2 separate regions of the Mus musculus genome follow, and region 1 is linked to region 2. The links are chromatin contacts, called in public Hi-C maps. All regions are on one chromosome and are shown on one strand. The core of a region is the stretch at or near the end of the contact, and the rest is flanking DNA. Distances in the headings are between cores, read along the strand shown. Region 1 overlaps Gm30866 (a long non-coding RNA gene). Region 2 overlaps Card11 (caspase recruitment domain family, member 11).

Region 1 (6,823 bases), core at 525-3,024, 260 kb after region 2:
GAGACAGACAGACAAAGAGACAGAGAGACAGAGACAGAGAAAGACAGACAGAGAATCCAAGGATCTATCTACTCCAGTAGCTTATTTCCCTAGACTCTTATCTCATCATGTTTCTAGACCCCTCCAAGTTGGCATTAGCATCAGGGACCAAGCACTCAACATATGAGCCTATGGAAGGCATTTCAAATTCATGTGCAAATTCTAGCAAGGAGGAAGTGTTCTGGAAATCACCCTCGTGGACTTCGTTTGCAGAGAGGTTATCCATGGCTGCACTGGTGTTTCTTACCATGGTGGCCTCGAATTAGACCACAGAGGTGAGGGCTGGGCTCTGGGCAGCCAATCAGATTCCTTGTACTAGGGGTCGATGTGATAACCCAGTGCTTGCCTTACAAGCTTGAGGCCTGGAACTGATCCCCAGAGCCCAGTTTAGACAGCTAGGTGTGACAGTGCACACTTGCCTTGAATCCCAGTGCTGGGGAGACAGGAAGCCCAAATTTGTCTCCTAGGAAGAGATCTCTCACACTTCTGCAAAGGTGCTTCTTGCCTCTTTCTACTCCTTTGGAGTCAGTCCCCCTAGCCCCCCTCGCACACACCAGATAAGGGCTGGCACATCTCCAATCTCACCTGGACCTCTCTCTTCGCATACAATAATTAGCCTATAATTATCTGTGTGTGTCTACAATGCACTGTAAAGTGACACAAAAACCTAGGCACTCAGTGCCTTCTCTCCAGACTCAAAGGCAAATGGGAGGGTGAGGGGGGCAGAAAAATGGAGGAGACACAGGAGAGGCGGAGGGGAGACAGCTTGTAGAGAAAGAGTCATCACTCACCTCTTGGAGTCCACCTTTGGCACACCTTCTCTAGGAAACCTCTTTTCTTGAGTCTAGTTGAAAGTTGAGGCTCTGTGTCTTATGAACTGAGAAATCCCAGAAACGCTTCCCATACCCAAGAACCATACCTCTTGGGAGACACCATGGAAGGGTCAAAATCATAGATCTTGCAAGCAAAAACTTAATTTTGAGGGAGCATTGGCTGTGGGGGAGGCTGGGTCTTGAATGGGGAGGGGTGGGAAGAAGGGCTTGCAAGTAGTGTTCTATCCTGGCAGGAATGAGGGTATTCTAAAAACTTGCTGTGCCCCTCCCCTCAACCTCAGTTACTGAACTGATGCACTCAAAGATCCGGAAAGATCCGGAATGCCTTCTTCCCTTTAAGAATCTCATCCTGGGAGAAAAAAAAAAGGCCTGGAACAAGGCAGCAGAGAAATTTACCTCCTAGGAAGAGATTTCTCACAATTCTGACAAATCCTCAGACCACCTTGCAGGAGAGACTGGTGCTAAACAATGGTGGGGGTTGGGAGTGGGGCAAAGTGCTGTCTGCTTTGATATTTAAGCTCAAGCTTCCTGTCAGAACTTGGGGAAAGGGGATGTCACTTGGTTCCCCTTCACAGTTTGTCCTCATCCAGCAAAACTCCTTTCCTCGCTTGCTTTTCATTGTTGTTTTGTGTATTTATTTGGCCTACCAAGGACAAGGACAGGACGGGTGGCCGAGCTTAGGCTGTTAGCAGGGCTGGGGGGCCCAGGCTCTGTGACTGTGACCTCCTGTAACACCAAGGAAACTACTTGTTACGAATGGGAAACCCTCCAAGTGCCTCAAGGTTAGGCAAAAAAGCATTTTCTTTTATGGGACAAATAAACAAAGCTAGAGAGAGCTGGGGAGGAGAGTCAGTCGGACCAGTGCAGAGGGAGGTGGGTACAGGAGGCATCTTTGCCTGAGGGCAGCCAGTCCAGGTGAGGGGAGATCTGTAAGGAGCCGGCTGTCCTGGCTCCCTCCATGGAGGAATTAATGAGTGTTTGGTTCCTCTTCATCCATGGAGACAAGCAGCTGCCCTCATTGCTTGTGAAGTAAACAATAGAAGTTTGGAAGGTCTATGTGACCTTGTCCCTATATTGGAGGTTCTCAGCCTGTGGGTCGCAACGCCCTTTGGGGTTGAGCAGCCCTTTCATAGGGGTCACTTAAAACCATTGGAAAACACGGATATTTATGTTACAATTCATAGCAGTAGCAAAATTACGGTTATGAAGTAGCAACAGAAATAATTTTATGGTTGGGGGGGGGGCGGTCACCACAACATGAAGAACTGACTTGAAGGGTCCCTGCATTAGGAAGGTTGACAAATATTTCCCTAGACAGACAAGGCTACCCAGACACACACACACACACACACACACACACAGCATCTGCTCTTCCTTAACCTGCCATACTCCTAACCCCCAGGCAGTGCCTGTCCTATGCCAGACTCTGGCCTTACATGCAAGGTATTGTTGAAATCCTAAAAGTGCTTCCACTAGGGGAATCCACCTGTAACAAGGAAACGGGGAGCTGAGTTTCCTGCATAAGAGAATCCACATATATTTCCACTTTACCGTAACATAGTAGTTATTGTTCTCTGGATTATTCTTCATATCACACCCACCACAAACTCCCCAGGTGTGACTCTGTCCTGAGCACTGTTTGGATCAAAGACACACAGGTAGTTTCATCAGTCAGATGCATGCAACAGAAGCCCACAGAACGGAGTGGCTTGTTCCATTTTGCAGAGGAGGAAATATGACACCCAGAGAAGCTGATACACAGGCTGAGGTTGCAGAGGTGGAATTTCAGCCCGGGGAGTCTGGGCTGGGCCAGGATCTGGGATGTTACCCTCTCTCCTCTCAGCAGCAGAGTGGCATGTCTTGTCACCCACAGCTGATGGTTTCTCTCTGTGTGACAGGTGAAGGAGGAGACAGGACCTAGGTGGAGAGACTGCTTCAGAAAGAAAGCAGCTGGAGCTGCCCTTGCACGGACTTCCAAATGGTCCATTTTCAGATGACGTGTTGGCTAGGGCTGTGTGGGTGGCTCACTAAATAAAATGTTTCTCATACAAACATGATGATCGGAGTCTGATCCCCACAACCTATACAAAAAAAAAACAAAAACAAAAAACAACAAAAAACAAAAAAACAAAAACAAAAAAACAAACATTTTTGCAATGTCTGTGATTCAAATGCCGGGAACAAACAGACACAGGAGGATCCCCGGGACTCTCAGGTCAGTCAACCTAACCTAATTGATGAGCAGCAGGTCTCAGTGAAAGAAGGCCAAATTAGGTGGATGGCTCCTTAGGAGTGACACCTACAGTGACCTCCAGCTTCACACATGTGCACACGCACACACATATGCATGCTGACACACATGTACACGCAGAGTCATTTGCTTTGAAGAAGGCAAATTAGGTGTGTCTGTTTCAAAGAATATTTATAGGAAGGGCCACGGACCCCTGGGTCACCCCTAAGCCACCAACAATCTCAACATCAACATTGGGAGCACAGGTCCCCTTAAGAAACTCTAGAAGTAAATGAGCTTGAGATTTCATTAAGATAGCTATTGTGTAAGAAATGGGGCAGTCTGGCTGAACAGGTTTCCAGACTCAGGGTAGTTTTTAGAGGTACTTGCATTAAAATAAGATTAAGCCAAGTGTGGTGACACACATCCCTGCACGTGGAGATAGAGGCAGGAAGACCGAGAATTTAAGGGCAGCCTTGGCTACATAGTGAGTTGGAGACTGCCTAACTTAAATAGAACATACAACCTCCCCGCTCCCAAATAACCCAAAACAAAGAAAGTTAGCAGACAAATGAACGACAACAACACAAGCAATAACCCATCAATGAGTGTCCATTAGATCTCCACTCTCTACAAGGAAGCCTCCTGCCTGGAAGGGTCTGGGATTGGGTGGCACTGTGCTTTCATAGTTCACTCCAAAATGGATCAGGGCCAGTGTGAAAAGTTACCAGCAATGGAGCCCTATTGTGTGCAGTCTCTGGGAGCATGCCTGAAACTGACATCATTTACAATTCTTTCTTTTTCCTTCTTCCTTCCTTTCCTTTATTCTTCCTGGTTCCTGTGGAGTGGGTCCCTGTCAGCCTGGATCACAGGCGTGTCCCTTCACTCTCTGTCATCTCTGATTCTGATAGTAGAGGTATGCTATGGCTGAGCCTTGAGCACTGCTTGCTCTCCAGTTATGTTAGCCCCGCCTTCCCCCACCACAATGCTCTGAATAGCTGCACAGCCTTTGCTGTGTGGCAGCTTCCAATGTAGGCTCTGGCTTCCTCCCCCAAAACTGGGGCTTGGGCTATCTGCCTAGCAGGGCACTTGTGAGGATGAATGCACTCATGTAAATAAATAAGGTTGCTGGCCAGGTGGCACAGAGCTGTAATCTCAGCATTCCAGGGCCCAATCCGGAAGGATGGCAAGTTTGAGGCCAGCCTGGGCCACATTGAAAGACCATGTCTAAAAAAACATGTGTATGGGGGATAAAAGCCACATATAAAACAACGACTAAATAAGTATTAATTTAAAATACACAAAATAAAGCCAGGTATGATGCCACCAGACTGTAATCCCAGCTACTATGACCCCCCGATGCAGGAAGAAGAGTATTCTGAGGGCAATCTACAATACAGAGTAAGATAGACAGAGTAAGTTCAAGGCCAGCCTGGGCTACTACTGAGACAGTCTCTCAAAATTCAAAAGTGAAAGGAGGCCTGGGGCATGGCAGTGTGGTAGAGCCCCTTCCTAGAATCCCCCAGTGAGGGGCTGGAGGTGTGGCTCAGTGGTAGAGCCCCTGCCTAGAATCCCCCAGTGAGGGGCTGGGAGTGTGGCTCAGTGGTAGAACATGTGGGCTACGTGAGATTATTTGTGAAAGAAGGAAAGAAGGAAAAGAAGGAATGAGAGAAGGAAGGAAAAATAATATTAACAGGGTAAGTTAAGTCAATCTGAAAATAGCTCAGAACCCAGCTTTATCAAGCCCAGCTGGGCCACTTTGAGCAAATGTTAACCTCTCTGAGCCTCAGTTTCCCTTTCCATAAAAATGCAGACAATCCCAGGTGTACTTTACAGCTATGTTAAAGGTAAAGCGAGATCGGGTTGGAAAGTGCCTGGCATGAACCAAAACCCTTGGTGATATTTCCGCATTATGTTGATTATTGCAGCCTCCCCAGTGGCATGCATGGAGGCGGACAGGACCTGTCGGGAGGGAGCAGGCTGATTCTGAGGCTCTTCACTCCTTTCCATGCTGACCGCAGATCCACCCCCAACCTCAGAAAGAAGGTCAAATGAAGACCTGACTCGCTGCAGGAAACCAGCCATGCCTCTAACCTTGGCTTTGCCCTTGGCTTCCTGCCTGCCCCAAGAACACCCCTGACTGTTCTCCAGTGCATCTCGATTCTACCATAGCCTGGGGAGACAGCCAAGCTCTTTGCCATGGCATCGGCCTCCCTTTCCCTTTTGTTGGAGAAAGAAAAAAACGAAGGAAAGATGAGCAACATCTCTCTCCCCGCCATCTCCTCATTCTCTTCCTCAGTTTCTTACGAGTGAAATCACCCAAGATATAAATAACACATTCTAAATAAAGCCATGTTTGACTGCAGCACAAGACATATCTGTGTACGCATGTGACTGTCAGCCTCCAGTGGAAGTCATGTTTGTGTAATTAATTTTCCTAGCATCCGAGGAAAGAGACAGGCAGTCCTGTGGTCCGCCCTGCCCTGCTGCTCCCCAAACACTGAGAGAACGCTGCGCTTCGCTCTCGCCGAGTGACTGGTGCGCAGGGATGGCTTTTGTTCCCATGCAGTTCCTGTGCTTGGGACCTTTATTTCTCAATTACTGCAGATGGAAAGAAAGGTAAATAAAAATAGAGGAGCAGACATCAAAGGCATTCTGCGTGCAGGTGGCATGTGGTGCTCATTTAGCAGCAGGAACGCAGGGGCTTTGCAGAGGGCCTGAGGGTTTTTTGTTCTCCGACTTAGGAAGGTGGGATAAGCTGCTTGGGATTTTATAGAAAATCTGCTGTTAGCGAGAGTTCTCACTGTATCATGGAGGTCGAAGCTCTTGCAGGTTAAAATGTCTGAGTGAAAGGGGAAAATGGCAGAGTGGATGAAAGGATGGGCTGGGGAGCTTGAACTTAGTTGGATGGATGCCAAATAAAGAGTGGGAGGGGAGGGAGGAGGGGGCTAAGTCAGTAGCAGTAGCGTGCTTGCCTTGCGGGAGGACAGGAGTTCAATCCTCAGAGCGCCTGCATGCATGTCCACATAATGGCAGGGCATGTGGCTCTGGCTTGTGATCTCACCGCTGGGGAAAAAGGTTTGTGTGGGCCTCTGAGATTGCTGCCCAGCTAGGCTAGCCTAATTGGCCAAGCTCCATGCCTTGTCTCAAAAAAAAGCAGAGTAGATGGTACCTGAGGGATGACAACTGAGTTTCTCTGGCCTCTGCATGCATACACACAGATAAACAGACACACTCACACACTGGGCATACACATACACATATACACATGTACACATGCATGCAAACATACACACACACACACACATGTCCACACACTAATCACAACAGCATATACATATGCTCTCTCACACACATTGGGTATATACACGAATGTACACACACACTGTATATGCACACCATATGCACACACATGCACTTGCACACATTCATGCACACATGCACACATGCACACACTCTCATATTCCTGTGTATAAGCACATACATGTGCATACACTAAGCAAACAAACACATACACATGCCCTGTCTCACATACATACATTGAGCATACACATGAATGTACATACTCATTGTGCATACAAATACATACATATACATACACACACATGCACATGTATATACACATGCACACCATATACACACATACAGATACATACATACATACATACACACACTGGCATACAAACACACAGAAAAGAACTTGGAGGCTTCTAGTTGAGTG
Region 2 (5,965 bases), core at 1,482-3,981:
CAAGGCTCCAGATGTGTGTGTGTGGTGTTGGAGATCAAACTTAGTGACTCATGTATGTAAAGCAAACATTCTATCCACTGAGCCACACACCCAGTTCTTCAAGGTCTGTTTACGATTTTTACTTAACTCACTTATTAGAGAGGGTCTCATAAAGTCCAGGACGTGCCTTTAAACATCTGATCCTCCCACCTCCACCCCCTGAGTGCTGGGATTTCAGACAAGCAACCATATCAACTGAGCCACACCCCCAACCCCCTGGGCTCCAGTTTTGGTTGTGGGATCTGTAGCACTAACTGTGTAGGTTGCCAAACATGCCCAGGGCCAGGGTCCCTTTGTAAGATAGCAGAAAGGATCCTGGCCCTGACTCTTTAGTTTTAGTCTAGCTGCAAGTCTCAGGTTGCCAGCAACAGGTCCTAGAGTGTTGCTTGGAAGGTTTGCAAACACCAGACGTTGGCCTTTTTCTCTGAGTGGGTTAGGCATGTTGGTCTGATCTTGGGTGCACTGACCCTGCACCCTGGCCTTGTAGAATTTGGCCACTTGATACATGCTCCTGTGTTTGCAGGGAGGACGGGTAGAGATTCAGGAGGAGTCTCCCCTGCAGTGCGAATAGTGGAGCCACAGGCAGGGTCAGCAGTGAGGCCCTGAGAATAAAGTCTCAGTGAGATGATCTAGCAGACAAAGTCGCTGGCCATCAAGCCTGACAGACATGATTTTGGTCCCTGAGAACTACATGGTGGAAAGAGAGAAGAGAGACTTTTGCAATCCGTCCTCTTGTCTCCAAGCACGCGCCATCACTCACACACACACACACACACACACACACACACACACACACACACACACACATTTTGACTGGCTTTCATGGCTCCGATTCCCAGAGATTCATTACTCAAAATTGGGTTGGTAGGTGGCTCACTTGGTAAAGTACTTGCATGACAAGCTTGGGGACCTGAGTTCAATCCCCAGAATCCACATCAACAAACCAGGGATGGTATCTTGGGCTCTCCATCCCAGGGATCCTTGGGGCTCACTAGGCAGCATGTATTCTGCCACTCCGTTTTGTCATTTCTCCTTTCTCTTATCTTCCCTCCTCCTCTCCCTCCTCTCCTTCCTCCTCCTTCAGATGTAAACCTATAGGTGAATGCAATTTTTCCAGTCTGCCCACCCCCACCCCCACCTCTCCCTCCTCCCATCACCGCCCATCAGACAGGCAGGGGAGAAGCTCAGAATGGAACCTGAACTTGACACATTGTTACAAAAACAAATTCCCACAGGGGTGGGGGTGGGGGAGGGTCACTTCCAGCCACCCAGCTAGCGTGGAAACTTTCAATATGATTTTGAACTAGGCACCCAGTGGCTTCAAAGCAGCCCCGGGGTTGAGGCGGGGCACCAGCACCTCCATCCTCACTCATGACTTTCATGTCCAAACAACACAGAAAACACCCCTTTTTTCTCCTGCCTCCCCACACGCCCTTTCCTGTGCAGCTTTGGGTTCTGCCCACATGGGAGCGTTCCTTCCAGAGAGGCCCTGGGTGAGAGCCCTCTGTTGGGGAGGGCTGGCAAGCCTGTGGTAGTCCTCTGGGGAGGACGAGGTCCAGGAGCCTGAGAACTTGAGGCTGTGTTGACTTAAGATCAGTGTAGAGAGAGTGGGGTGTTAGGGGGAACCTCCTTCCATCTTTCTCTGCCGTCCACCCTTGCGGCTCTGGGCCTGCCTCTCAGTCTTGCAGACTAGAGCTTGGCCATCCCTGGGGGGAGCATCTTAGACACTCATTCCTTCCCAGATCTTCACGCTGCATCCCTCCCCCCAAACTCTATGCAAGTCCGTTTGGCTTTTCAGGCCAGCCAGCCCGAGGCTTCCGAACTTAAATAAATAAATAGAAATAAATCAGTAGACTTTCTATCCGAGGCTCCTTTCTGGTCACGTCTGTCCCCTTGGCGAGACTTCTAAGTGGAAGTGAGACGGCCTCTGCTTGAAGGAAATTTACCATCACTTCAGGCATTATAGAGGTGGAGCGTTGGCCCTGCAGCCCCTCCGCTCCTCACCAGGCGCTTTATCGCGACTTAAATGGCTGCAGCTGGACCTTGGCAGCCCCAGAGCAGTTAACTTGTTTCTATGGTCTGTTGGGGGGTGGGGGGGAGATGCCATGCTTGTTGGCTGCTAGGAGTGTTGATTTGAAAGGTGCCTGGGTCCTTGGCAGACTAGGGATGGGCCATGAGGCAGAAAGGAGAGAAGCAGTGGCCTCCGGGTCCCCCGGCTACCCACTCTCAGCTTCCTATGTTGCACTTTTGGTATCTTTTTAAAATGACGAAACTGCTACAGGCTGCACTATGCTGTTTTCTGTTTTTGTTTTTTTGTTGTGTGTGTGTTGTTTTAATGAGAACAAAGATGGGACAATTGGTGCCTTGATAAGGTGACAAAGCCATGAAGATTCAACCTGTGATATTTGTCATAATGTAGCCACAGAAGCCTTACGTTTTCAACCCGGGTCGGAGAGGCCCCACTGTGCCTTGGGGCAGAGTTCTCTGCAGAGGCTGGTAGCTGGTCAGAGTGCTCAGGGTAAGTGGCCAAGAGGGCTCAGCTGTAGATGGAGCATCTGTCTCAACCCCCTCCCCCCCCCACCAAGAGTGTGTGTGGAGAGATTGCAAAAGTCTGAGGATAGCAGGGAGAGCGGTGAAATGCTGTCCTCCGTACAGGCAGGGCGTTGCGCTCACCAGCCCAGAGGCTGTGGTTTTCTGTACAGGATCAAACCAGTAAACACTCTTTACAGGGCTTGCAGGGGTAGGCGTGGCTCCCGAGGCCCCACCTCCAGCGGAGAAACTCTACAGTTAGCATCTGGTAAGGGTCGAAAGGGTCTCATTTCACCTCCCTTCAGAGCATACGTTTGCGTGGGAAAGCTTAGCCCATTCCCACCTTGACTGTGCTTGATGGAAACACCTGCTAGTGAGACTGTGGGATAAGAACCTCTGCAAAGGAGAACTGGAGGAATTTTAATGCAAGAAAAAGAACGGCATAGGAGGAGTCCTGTCTCCCCAGCCTGGGACGCATGTTTCGTGCTTCTTCTTGGGCTGGCAGCCACTGTGGCTGCTGGAGGCCTGCAGGCAGTTTACCCGTCCCTGTCCCGTGAGTTTACATTCAACTGCTGCTCTGGTTGCTGGCCTTGGGCCCCAGGCTCTGGGGTTGCTCATCTCTGTTCACGCCAGCAGAGCCTGACCTTCCACCAGGCGTCTGGTGTCTGGTAACTTTGTTGCTAGGGGCTCAGGACCCCGGTGTGTCTGTGTGTAGGTCAGACCCAGACAAGCTCACAGCTGGTCCTCGTCCACCCAGATGGTCTTGCGCTGCTCCTCTACAATCTTGTCTTTGAGGACTCGCAGCAGCTCCTCCACGCTGCTCCACATCTCAGCTTCCACGGTGGCGTAGAGGCAGGGCAGCGCCTCCAGCTCCTTCTCTTTGAGCCTGCACACTCGCAGGAATTCCTCTTCCGTCTCTGGCCGCGGCAGCAGCTTCCTGGGGGTGGAGAGGTGGGCAGGGAGAGACAGCAGGCAGGGGAAGACATGGGGAGGCTGCAGGGCTCGATGCTCACAGTGTGAGCTAGAAGCCTGGGTTGTACAGTTGCCTGTGGGGGTCAAGGACCACACATGACGGGGACCTGCTGCCTTCACCTCCCTAGTGCTGGGATTATAGCCGTGAGTGTACTCACTAATATGTGAATTCAAAGCTAGCCTGGGCTACATGGTGAGAACCTTTCATTCCAGAATCAGGACATCGTCCCAAATGGAAACTCTGTCCCCATTAAACACAAACTCCACTCTCTCCCCCTGTGTTTCATCTTGGCTCCTATCACTGCTTCCTGTCTCTATGAGTCTGATACTTAAGGGATTTCCCGTAAGTGGAACCCTATGTTGCCTGTCTTCCTGGTTGATTTTTTACAGCATCCTATCCTTGAGAGCCACCCCTATCCTGGCAGGTGTTAGAATACTCTCCCTTTTCAGGGTTGGATACTATTCCACCAGGCTAACCTCAAACTTGTGGTCCTCCTGAGTGTCTGGAATATAGGCTCGTGCCACCACATCTGGCCACTTCCCTCTTTGAATTTGGGCTTCTTACATTCTTGGGCTCGACCCAAGTATCTCAGTGACAGGAAGTTGACAGACCATCTCTCACCAGCCACATTCACCCCATGTGTCTTACATATGTGTACTGGCATTTGCCCGGCTGCACTCAGGGTTAGTGTCACACGTCCCAGCATCCAGAGTTTTTGGAAGGGCTGAGTAAGGGTGGTGTGTGTGTGGCAGGTGTGAGGACTGGGTGTCCTTACCTGAACCGTTTGATGTTCTTCTCGCTCACCCGGATGAGCAGCACTATGGGGTACACCTTGCACTTGATCAGGTCGCGCACACAGCCGATCCCAGCCTCCAGCAGGCAGTGTTTGTTCTGCAAGTATAACAGCCACCATCAGCAGTGGTGCCCACCCAGCTGTCCTTGTGGGTGCCAGGCTGTGCTAGGGAACTTCAAAAGTTGGCCTCGGTGAGGTCGTAGCCCCACACCTGAGTACTACTTGCTCAGCCCCGCTGAGCACAGTGACACCGGCTATTGAGGTTGAATCCAAGGGGGGCTTGCAATGGACACTCACCCCCTCCAGCCTTCCATGGAATTCCTGGTAATGGGTAAGAGAACAGAAAATGCCAGGAAGGGAGGTTGGCTCAGGGGTCCTTGGGGCTACCTGCTTAACCAGGAGCTTGTTAGTTGTGGGAAAGGACATTCCCATGTGGCTGAAGGCATCACTTAAGGAAAAAAACCCACCAAACTTACATCAAAGAGAAAAAACATGCACAATTGCTACCCTAGCCCTAGAGAGACTGAGGCTGGAAGACTGAGAGCTTCAGGTCAGCCTGGGCTACCTAGTAAGAGTCACAAATTAAGAAGAAAGGAAGGAAGGAAGGAAGGAAGGAAGGAAGGAAGGAAGGAAGGAAGGAAACAATATAAGTAGGCAGGTGTGTGGTACACACCTGTGATCCTAGCACCTGGGCGGCAGAGACAGGAAGTTAGCAATTGGAGGGCAGCCTGGACGACATAGCTAGTTCCAGGTTAGCCTGGTTCACATAGTGAGAGCTTATTTAAAAACCAAGCAAAGGCTGGAGAGATGGCTCAGTGGCTAAGTATACTTGCTGCTCTTGGGGAAGATCTGAGTTCAGATCCCAGCACCCATGTGGCAGCTCACAACCACCAGGAACACTCTAGCTCCAGGAGATGTGATGCCCTCTTCTGACCTCTGTGGGCATTGCACTCATGTGCGCGCGCACACACACACACAGACAGACACAGACACAAAAAAATCAAACAAAAATATCTTTTAAAAAACCCAGCCAAACAAAAAACAGAATATATGTATATATTCTTGAATATATGTGTGTATGTGTATATATGTATATGTGTATATATGTGTGTATGTGTATGCACATATTCATGCATATGTATATATATATGTATGTATACATATATGTGTATGAATATGTATATCCAAGAGTGGCAGTACATGACTGTAATTTTGTTACCTAGTAGGTGAGACTTAGGAGACTGTAGTTTTCAAGCCAGTCTTATCTACATGAGACCCTTTCAAAAAGCTAGAGAAAGAGGAGGAGGAGGAGGTAGAGGAAGATGGAGAAGAGGAAGAAGAGAGGAGAGGAGAGGGGGAGGGGAGGGAGAGAGAGGAAGGAAGGGGCAGAGAAGAAAAGGGAGAGAGAGAATATAGTATTCCCATCACTCTATGAATGTTTCCTCTGCACACACTGTAGACCTGGCACCCAGGCCTTGGGGAGTCACAGCTTGGAAACCTGCCCTTCTGGACTTCCTCCCTGCATTTGTTTCCTCCCTGCCTCCCCTTAACCCTGGCTGGTGGGGCTCCACCTTTCCAGTACAATTTATCTTGTCTGTGGCCCACTCACTTTCTCTTCCCTGTGATCAGAC

Evidence for each region. Hi-C and Micro-C count contacts between places; a contact is called where the count stands out from the background.
Region 1: a Hi-C map of uterus shows a contact between it and region 2. The contact joins two enhancer-like sites. A contact is called at or near these places in 1 of 484 Hi-C or Micro-C datasets (uterus) and 2 of 9 other capture datasets (adipose tissue and liver).

Annotation. Positions count from the first base shown.
Region 1 is chr5:141,133,752-141,140,574 of GRCm38.p6, forward strand. Gm30866 (a long non-coding RNA gene) reads left to right here. Exons shown (of 5, transcript XR_868655.3): 2 at 5,031-5,721. Among named protein-coding and RNA genes, the nearest start is that of Gm30866, 12 kb to the left of the region's middle. Within about 2 kb of position 1,775, at least 4 of the 459 cell types and tissues checked have an H3K27ac peak or open chromatin away from gene starts, as enhancers often do. A contact at or near this core is called in uterus, where this site is marked.
Region 2 is chr5:140,870,025-140,875,989 of GRCm38.p6, forward strand. Card11 (caspase recruitment domain family, member 11) reads right to left here. Exons shown (of 25, transcript NM_175362.2): 24 at 4,317-4,432; 25 at 2,975-3,505. The coding sequence ends at 3,301. All of the region lies in intron 3 of Gm30804 (a long non-coding RNA gene), which reads left to right. Among named protein-coding and RNA genes, the nearest start is that of Gm52831, 20 kb to the left of the region's middle. Within about 2 kb of position 2,732, at least 97 of the 459 cell types and tissues checked have an H3K27ac peak or open chromatin away from gene starts, as enhancers often do. A contact at or near this core is called in uterus, where this site is marked.